Regions from separate parts of the Mus musculus genome. Here region 1 is linked to region 2. The links are chromatin contacts, called in public HiCAR-type maps. All regions are on one chromosome and are shown on one strand. The core of a region is the stretch at or near the end of the contact, and the rest is flanking DNA. Distances in the headings are between cores, read along the strand shown.

The links. HiCAR-type assays count read pairs that join an accessible place to other places.
Region 1: a contact with region 2 is called in a HiCAR-type map of fibro-adipogenic progenitors, with 2.2 times the contacts expected there. The contact joins two enhancer-like sites. A contact is called at or near these places in 6 of 39 promoter capture datasets (the 3T3-L1 cell line, 3T3-L1-derived adipocytes, cranial neural crest and 3 more), 1 of 484 Hi-C or Micro-C datasets (uterus) and 6 of 115 datasets of contacts at active chromatin or transcription factors (embryonic basal ganglia, embryonic stem cells, fibro-adipogenic progenitors and 2 more).

The regions. Positions count from the first base shown.
Region 1 is chr11:50,644,401-50,649,051 of GRCm38.p6, forward strand. The region is part of intron 2 of Adamts2 (a disintegrin-like and metallopeptidase (reprolysin type) with thrombospondin type 1 motif, 2); the gene reads left to right. Among named protein-coding and RNA genes, the nearest start is that of Adamts2, 45 kb to the left of the region's middle. Within about 2 kb of position 1,976, at least 19 of the 459 cell types and tissues checked have an H3K27ac peak or open chromatin away from gene starts, as enhancers often do. A contact at or near this core is called in fibro-adipogenic progenitors, where this site is marked.
Region 2 is chr11:50,438,601-50,443,586 of GRCm38.p6, forward strand. No RefSeq gene overlaps it. Among named protein-coding and RNA genes, the nearest start is that of Rufy1, 10 kb to the left of the region's middle. Within about 2 kb of position 1,356, at least 55 of the 459 cell types and tissues checked have an H3K27ac peak or open chromatin away from gene starts, as enhancers often do. A contact at or near this core is called in fibro-adipogenic progenitors, where this site is marked.

The DNA.
Region 1 (4,651 bases), core at 726-3,225, 210 kb after region 2:
TTCCTCCTCTTGTCTTCATTTGATCCTTCATTCCTTAATAATTCCATAAAGCAGCCATAGCCTGCCTAGTTTTATCCCCAAATATTATCATTTCAATCTGTAGCAACACTTCAGAACTCTGGGTGAAATATTTCTTTTTAAAAGTATTTTATGTGGATGGGTGTCTTGCCTGTATGTATGCATGTGCACCACGTAAGTGCCTGGTGTCCCTGGAGGCCAGAAAAGGGCATTGGATACTCTGGAACTTGAGTTACAGAGGGTTGTGAGCCTCCGTGTGGGTGCTGGGGAAACAGCCAGTGCTCTTAACCACTAGACCTCGTTTTCTCCAGCCTCATTTTCCTTCTTTTCTCTTTTCTTTTTCTTTGCTTTTGGTATTGAGTCTTTGAAATCCTGCTGTGTATTTTATACACAGAGCATCTTTCAATTCAGATCAGTCACATGTTGTGCTCTCAATAGCCTCCCCTGCTCATCGCTACTACACTAAACAACACAGCTCCCAAGCACCTGACACTTTGACATTTCTGCTTTGAAATGCTAGTAAAAAACACGGGTAAGCCTAGTCAAGAATAGACAGCCAGAAACAATAGAATTTATCTGTGGTGCTGGCTAATATGAGGTTTCCTTTACGACTAACTGGAAATAGTTTGTGGTATAATTCATAAAGAAGACACACACGTATACATACACACATGCATACACACACAGAGAGACACACACTCACGGAGTTGTAAGCCATATAGGAACATTTTAATCACTGTTAAATTACATATATGACAATGGTCCCATAAGATTCTGTCACATAGTGATGTTGTGGCCATCTGGGATGCATAATAGCATGCTTGCCTAAGGGTACATTTGTCAGAATGTGTCTCATTGAGTAACATATGAGTGCTTGGTGCCCCTTTATAGGCAAAAAACAGGCTGGGAAAGGCCACTTTGCCTCAGAGTACCAGAGTAACATAGCGGAGATCATTTCAAAAGAATGGTAAGCTGGCATGACGCTGGGTTGACTCTTTTCACAATCTCTTTGTATTTAAAAATACCACATCATTTCCCACAAATGACGATGTCTCTCTCTCTCTCTCTCTCTCTCTCTCTCTCTCTCTCTCTCTCTCTCTTTCTCTCTCTCTCCCTCTCTCTGTGTCCTCTCTCTCTGTGTGTGTCCTCTCTCTCTCTCTCTCTCTCTCTCTCTGTGTGTGTGTGTGTGTGTGTGTGTGTGTGTATGTGTGTGTATGTATGTATATGTGTGTCTGCCTCAGTTGGGTCTAACTCTTTTCTTCAGCCCATGAGATTCAAGGATGGTGTGTAGATAATATTGACTGCCAATTTGTTGGATTTAAAACCTACCTCAGGACATATCTGTGAGGGTGTTACTACAGAACTGTAAACCCGAGTGTGAGTGGCACCAAGGTGAGCTGAGTATCAGAACTGACCTCTCTCAGTTTCCTGGCTGCGGATACACTGTGACCAGCTGCTTCATGTGCCTGTCGCCATGCCTTACCCATTGTGGTGGACTGTAAGCTCCCAGACTGTGAGCTAAGCCAGACCCTTTCATCCTTAAGTTGCTCTGGTCAGATGTTTTGCAGGGTAGTGAGAAGTGAAAATAACTTGGGCTGGTAAAATGGCTCAGCAGATGAGGGCCCCAGCCTCAGGACAGACTCATGAGAATGAATAAATGTAATAAACAAAATAACAAAGCAATCTAGAAGATAAAGCCACTGGGTCTCTGAGCAATGCCCTTTGCTTTCTTTTCCTTTCTGAAAGGAAGGAGCATGCAAGGCCCCCAGAGCTTCTACCCACATCTCAGTGTGATGTTCTTGTAGCAGGGACAAGTTTATCCTCCTTGGCCAGGGTGATGGGCTTGAGTCTAAGCCCAACAGGGAGGTCTGGTCAGAGGCAGCTGCTGTCTGTAGCCTGGGGAGGCCCCTATTCAGAGCTGGCACTCAGCCCATGCAGAACGCGCTCCTGCCTCTGGCTTGTGGGGCCGGTTCCACTTCTCACATCCTTCTTCTGGCTCTGTGCAGATGAAGGGTTCTCTCCAGGGCCAGAGCAATAACACTTTATCTGTCTGCTGGCTTGCATTTCCCAGACTGTTTCCGAATTAGGTTTTATGTATGAGGATGCTTAAATAATATCATTGTGTTGATTTGGATCTCAGCTTTAAAGTGCATATTTGAGCGTGCACATCATTCTTCCAGAACCAAGGCCCCTTTGTAAAGGGGTTTGTCCTAAGTGAGAAGTATTTTCAAAAGCTTATTATGCCAAAAGCGCTGTGCTCAGTGTTAGGGACACAGGCATGAAGGAGGTCTGTCCTGTCCTCAGGCAGGTCATGGACAAGAGGGCAAGGAAAAAAGACCATAGAAAAAGATGGTGACAAAAGCAATCCAACAGGTACCTGGAAAGGATGCTGTGCCCTTTAAAATCTCTCAGACCACAATTAAACATGCTTTTGCTCAGCATACAAAATACTTATAAAAATTGCTTTTAAGTATAAGAAAATATACTTATAAGAAAACTCACCCCAGGAAAGCAGAGAAGAAAAACAAGGAGAATGAATTCTGCCAACTTGGTGTAGATAATGTGAGAGACAGTAGTCTCCCGACGAGAATGCTCAGGTCCTTGGCCCTGGAATCTTCAAATATGCTTTGTTTGATCATGTTGGGGAATGAGGATGGCCCATGAAGTAACAGTCATTCATTATTTGACTTTAAGAGAGGGGATTATCCTGGATTATCCTGCTGAGCTCGGTGTTCTTAAAAGTGGAGGTCAGAGTCAAGGGGAGGCTGGAAGATGTCAGCTTTGAAGAAGGAGAAAGAGGCTATGAGCCAAGTAATACAAGAAAGAGGTCACCAGAAGCTACAAAAGAAAAGGAAATCAGTACTCCCTATGGCTTCCAGAAGCATCTCAGTCCATTCCCACCCTTCCTCAAGCTTTACTGTAGCTGAAGAAGACTTATTTTGAACTTTTGTGCTCTTGAACAACTTGTGTTGTTTTAAGTCAGGAAGTTTATGGCTGTTTCATCAGCATTGGAAACTGAAAAGCTACTACTGGCTATGTTGGTGATCATTTTCCACCTTGTGACATATATAAATAAAATTATCACCATCACCACCATCACCATCATCATTGTCATCATTATATGGGAGGTAGGACACATGTGGTGGTCAGAGGAGAGCTTAGTAGAGTCATTTTTCTACTTTCACATTTATATGTGTCTCAGGGATCAGATTCAGGTCACAAGGCTTGCATCATTGAGGGGCAAACACTTTTAGCCACTGAGCCATCTCTCTTGTCCAGTGACAGATATAAATATTTTATAATTGATGCCCTGTTATTATCTTTTATCATCTTAGTTACTTTTGATATATTTTGGTCTCTTCCTGTGTTCTTGATGTGAATTTCCCATTATTTTTGTTCTGTTTTACAATCATGAAGCATTGAGGCTATGAATTTGCTTCTGGTGACAGCTTTGGTTATCACCTAGACTTGCTGATATGTTGGCTTCTCAATAGCAGCATGTTAAAAAGTACTTGTGATTGTGATTCTATTAATTTGAGAACTGTTTATGGGGCAGTTTACAAAACTCCCAAGTGGTAAAGTTTTATTGTGTTAACCTGTCATGCTAATTTCTTGTGAATCTTCAATATCTTTGCAAGTTGAGTTCAGACTTTGTTAGCTTTTATATTCAATTTCACTGTTGCCGTAAATGAGTTTCCTCTCCCAGCTAGCACAGACTTCCTGCAAGAATCTGTTTCTCCCGGCACTTTAGTCTCCCCATCAAATATTTCTAGATGTTTTGAGACTCTATCTTAGTTCTGTATTTTTTCTGTATCCCTCTCAGTAATCAGCATCTTCCAGTCAGCATCCAGAGCTCCAAGGTTGTCTTGGCCCATCTGGACTGTTGTACAGCTGGGCCTCGTCTCTCCCAGATTTGGAGGCTGGTCCCAGATCGAGATATCAGCTGGTTCAGTCACCTCCTAGTTCATAGTGACATCTCCTCACTTTTGTTCTCACAGAGTAGATGGGACATGCAAACTCTTGGGTCTCTCTTCATGGGAGCAGGACTCTCAGCACCTCATCATTTCTCAAAGGCCCACATTCCTCATATCATTACATATGGACTTCAGAGGGGAGACATGCATTCAGATCCCTAGCAAAAGGACTTCAGTCATCTTCCACAGCTGCCAGGCTCTGGCAAGAAAGGAAGAGTTAGTCTCCATGGAGACTTGGCAGGGATATCCTGGTCCAGACCAAACACCCTGAATTATGAGCACAGAGGCCACCTGGGTGCTCTGAGACTTGGAGAATTCTGAAATTGCTTCATTTGCTGGTGTTTGCTCAGCTTCTGTAAATGTTAAGTGGGCTTTTGAAGGGAACACGCAGTCTGTGTTGTAGGGTCAATGGAGTATGAGGAAACCGGCTGTCTCTGATGCCATGGAAACTGAGTGGGCTTCAGAGAGAGGCCAAAAGAAGGGGATATGAAGGTCCCCAGTGCCCTTTGGGAAGAGAGACAGAAGATGTGGATATCAGATGTGGGGAAGGACAGCAGCGGAGGCCAGCTTGCAGAGAAGGGCATGTGAAAGGAAGGGGACTTTACTGTCTCTTAGAAAGGGAACACAGACTCTTAGGATGAGGCTTGTGGTTGGATGGA
Region 2 (4,986 bases), core at 106-2,605:
CTTAAACAACCCTCCCAGAAGCAGCAAAGGAAACTCAGAGAACTAGATGATAAAAGGTGAGGGGCCAGACTTGCTGGAGAGATGGCTCAGAGGTTAAGAGCACTGGCTGCTCTTGCAGACAATCCAGGTTCAGCTCTGAGAACCCATAGGGTGGGTGATTCACACCCATCTGTAACTCCAGTTCCATGAAATCTGATGGTGTCCCTCTTCTGGTTTCCACAGGCACACATGTGGTGACCATACATACATACACGCAGGCAAACACTCATACACATAAAAATCAAAATACAGCCTTTAAAAAAATAAAAAATAGACATTTAGAAAACACGATTATAAAACCCTGAGTTCAGACCCATAGCACAATGTAAAAAGCTTGGTACAGCTCCACGTGCAGCAGTTCCAGAGTCTGGGTGGGGCGGCCGGAAAGGGGCAGCTCCTTGGAGCTTGTTGGCCTGCCAGGCTAACCAAAATGGCGAGCTTAGTGAAGGGACCTTGTCTCAAAAGAGAAAGGGGGAGAGGAATTAAGATAAATACTCAACATCAGCCATCAACCTTTGGTCTTCACAAGCACATGTATGGTGGGTGCACATGCCTGCACACACATGTGCCCACGTGTTGTCACATGTACAGTTACCACTTATGCACACACACACACACACACACACACACACACACAAGATAAAGAGAAGTTCCCTTACAACTGGCGGTTTAGGGGTAAGACTGACCTCAGAGTTTCTGAGGCAGCAAAGAGTGAGAATAGAAAGTGAGTGCCCTAGATTCACTTTTGCTGCTACGATAAAATAGCCTTACAACCCCCCCCTCCGTCCTTACCCCTGGAGGCCCCCCCCCCCCCGCCAATTTTAAAGAAGTAAGGAACTGTTTTAGCTCACAGTTCCAGATTACAGCCCACCATTGCAGGGAGGTCACAGTGACAGGAGCTTGAAGTGCCTGGTTATAGCACATCCGTGATCTAGAGCACAGAAAAAATGAACACAGGTCTGTGTAGTTAGTGCTCAGCTAGCATTCCCTGCTCTCAGATAGAGCGATGCCCAAACCAAGGGAATGGTGCTGCTTACTCTCAGCCTGGGTCTTCCTATCTCAATTAAAGCAATCAAGACAGGTGTCCCTCAGGCATGTTCAGAGGCCAACCGGATCCAGACAAATGCTCACCTAGATGTCCTTCCTAGTGTGTCTCCTTGACAATTAAAGGAAACGTTATAGAGTGAGTACATTTTTCAGTATTGTGAGCCCAGAGACGCAGCTATCCGGGCAAATGTTCATCTACACATGTGCATGTCATTAAGTAACACTCGAAGGAGGGCAGCTCCTCAGATGTTTGCTCACACAATGACTCACACTGGAAACAAGTCTAGTTTCCTATGACTCAAAATCCAGAAGCAGTAAGAGCAACAATGGATACATTTCATTACACAAAAAAGTAAAACGTGGGGGCGGAGAGATGGCTCAGTGGCTGCTAACTGCATTTGCTGCAGAGGACCAAAGTTCAGTTACGGGAACCCATGTGGGCTAGCTCACAACCGCCTCTAACTTCAGCTCCAGGGGATTTGACGCCCCCTTCTGTCTTCCTTAGGCACTGCATGCATGTGGCACACACAGGCACACTCTTCAACCTCAGATGATATGTGCATCATCTCTGTGCTATATGCCTGATGGCTGCCTTTTATCTAGTGAATTTTCAGTTGGGGTACAAAATAATAGGGCTCGTTATGACATTTTCTTACATATGCATATCTAACCTCCATCATCCTCTCTCTTCCCTTCTCCTCCATCCCATGTTCCTCTTCATCCTCCCAAATAGTTCTCCTTCCATGTTGTGCAAATGACACAATTTCCAGGCTGGCCTAGAACTCAGTTCTTAGTTCAGGCTGGTGGCAATTGTCATGCCTGCTTCCCGACTGCTGAGATTACAGGACTGAGTCACCATGCCCAGCTTTAAAAAAATCATTATTTTTTAAATATAGTACATATATATTTAATATTATGTGTATGTGGATTATGCTGGCATTTGTGTCTGTGTATCACTTACATGCATGGTATTCACAGGGGCTGGAAGTTGGGCTCAGATTCCCTGGAACTGGTGTTATCGACAGTTGTTAGCCACCAGGGATGGGGAAGATAGTTCATTTGATAAAGACAGCTGCCATACAGGAGTGAGGGCCCGAGTTCAGATCCCCAGCAGCAACATAAAAACCAGCATTTGCTGTAAGCATCTGTGACCTCAGCATTTGGTGGGATGTGGAGGGAGAAGACAGAAGAACAAGAATCCTGGAACGCACTGGCCAGCCAGCTGAGTCAATCCCTGAGTGTCAGGGTCACTGGGACCTTGTCTCGAAATATAAGGCAGAGAGTGAGTGAGAAAGACATATGGTGTCAATGTCTGGCCTCCGCACATGTGCATACATGTGAGTGTGCACACTTACACATGCAAACACCCATAGCAACGTGTGCACATCACACACACACACACACACACACACACAAAACATACAAATATATAAAGGGAGGGAGAGAGAGACAGAGACAGAGTCAGAGTCAGAAACACATACAACGCACACACAGACAGAATCCACTTTGTATTTATTGAGTTTGGGCTATCTAACATTTTATTGGAGTGTTGACTAGGTGATTGGCTACTTGAGTCTAGACCAGGGATACTCAAGCTGGGGTGGAGGGACCCTTTTACAGGGGTCACCTAAGATCATGGGAAAACACAGCTATTTACATTATGATTCATAACAGTAGCAAAATTACAGTTACAAAGTAACAACAAAATTATTTTATGTTCAGGGATTATCACAACACGAAGAACTGTATTAAAGGGTCACAGCATTAGGAAGGCTGAGAAACACTCGCTGGTCTAGACTCTAGGAAGATCTAGAAATGTGGACGTTATTAATGTACAGACAGTATTAAAGTACAAACCGAGGCAAGATAACTATATGAAGTCAGGACAGATTTGGGCCTCTGCCTTGGTAACAAACAGCCCCCAAATCTGGTTAGATTTAAAATTTTTTTTTTGGAGATGATCTTATTCCTTAGCCCAGGCTGACCTGGAACTTACAATCCTCCTGCCAAGTGGTGGAATTTCAGGCGTGCGCCACCACACCTGGCACCGCACTTCGTTTCTTGCTCCTGTGAAGCCTGCTGCAGGTCTGGGCTTCTTCCCAGCCCATCTGTCTCTCATAGCGTGACTCAGCCATCCAGCTGCTTTGGTTTTTGGTCACACGTCTCGATGTGAAGATCTTTTCAAATAGCTGTAGCCAGAGAAAAGGCAGCTGGAGAGTCGTGTGCCAGGCAGTGCCGGGAAATGACCTGCCTCTTCTGTTCACAGCTCCTAGGCCAGGACTAGTCACAGATGCCTTTCCACTCACTGGCAAAGCAGGAGAGGATATACAGATGAGCCAAGAGAACAAGGGAAAGTAGGTGGACAGAGAGGGAAAGGAGACCATGGAGAAGTAGAGCCAGCAAAGTGGATAGGGGAATAGAGGTGTGTTAAAGGAGGGGTGGAGGGAGATATCACAGAACCCAGGGAGGGAGTCACCAAAATGGGCAGGAATCCAGCTGCAATCCCAGGGTTTAGGAGGCTGAGGCTGGAGGACTGAGATGTGGAGGCCAGCCCGTGCTGGCTGCTGAGACCCCGGACCCCGCCCTACCCCATACACAAAGAAGAGGAAACTAGGGAAGCGAGCTGACTGAGGACCAGCAGGCAGAGACAACCTGAGATCTTGATTAAAATAATTTCCCAGAGCCGCATGCAAAACCAAGCAAACAGAAGCCTATTTGGCGTAGGCTTAAGTGAGATGGTGGGACGTGGGGAGGAATGAGAGATTAGTAAAGCCAAACAACTGGCAGAGGAGGTAAGACTGGGTGTTCTGTTTGTTCTCTTCAGTCAGGGCGGGCAGCAGCATCTTAATATGCTAGAGAAGGCCAGTAATGTGGAAAGCTGATGGAGCTGGAGGGAGGATGCTGGAGATGGACAGTACCTTGGGCAGGTGGGGGTGTGGCTGTAGGCACAGCCAGGATTACTCTCCATGGGAAGCAGGGGGAAGACAGAGGGGTTGGTAAGGATTCTGAGAGGAGAAACCCCCACCTCCTGCTCCCAGGGACACACCCATATTGTTTTTTATTCAGAAACTTCCTTACTCGCTCACATGCTGTGTGTTGTGCTGGAGAGTAGCTCAGGTTGTTGCGCTTGCTAGGCAGGTACCCTACCACTGAGTGACACCCTTGACCTACGCTTGGGCTGTTGCTTTTTAACCTCAGAGAAGTGTAATAACATTTTAATGTTTACCTGGCGACACTAATACTATGAAGTTACATTTATATTTGAGGTCACAGTCAGCACTAGTATGTCAATTACACTAGCATTTCATGTTATTATCATTATCATTTACAACACTAGTACAGAATCACTAAGTTTCTTGCTGGTCAGAAGATTCAAATTGGAATCTTACATCTAGTACTTATTCTAGCTGCCTCACCTGTAAAAGAGAGCCATGGCTGGAAAATGGGGGCAAGGGCTATGCTATAAAGAATGTTGGAGAGGAGTGTACGTCTTCCAAGGGCTTCAGCCTGCCTGTTGGTCTCCGGGTGGTTTAATGCACACTTTGTGAAAGACTGAAATGATTCAGTCCACACATGTAGAAGAAGATGAAAAGTTAACTCTTCCACCTACAATACCTAAACACATACCACATATTTATACATGCCCCACAGACATATATACAACACATGCCAGCATACATCACACACAGTACATACACAAAAACACGTACATAGACAAAATGTGCTGCAGCAAAACACATGGTATGTGCACGTACCACATACAATATGACATGTCACATAGAACACTCCATATATACCCAGACAAGGCAGACACATAGCATATGTACCTGTACACCCACAAGGCACACACATTTCCTGAAAGATACTGTATCATATGCATGCACATATATCTCATACAAT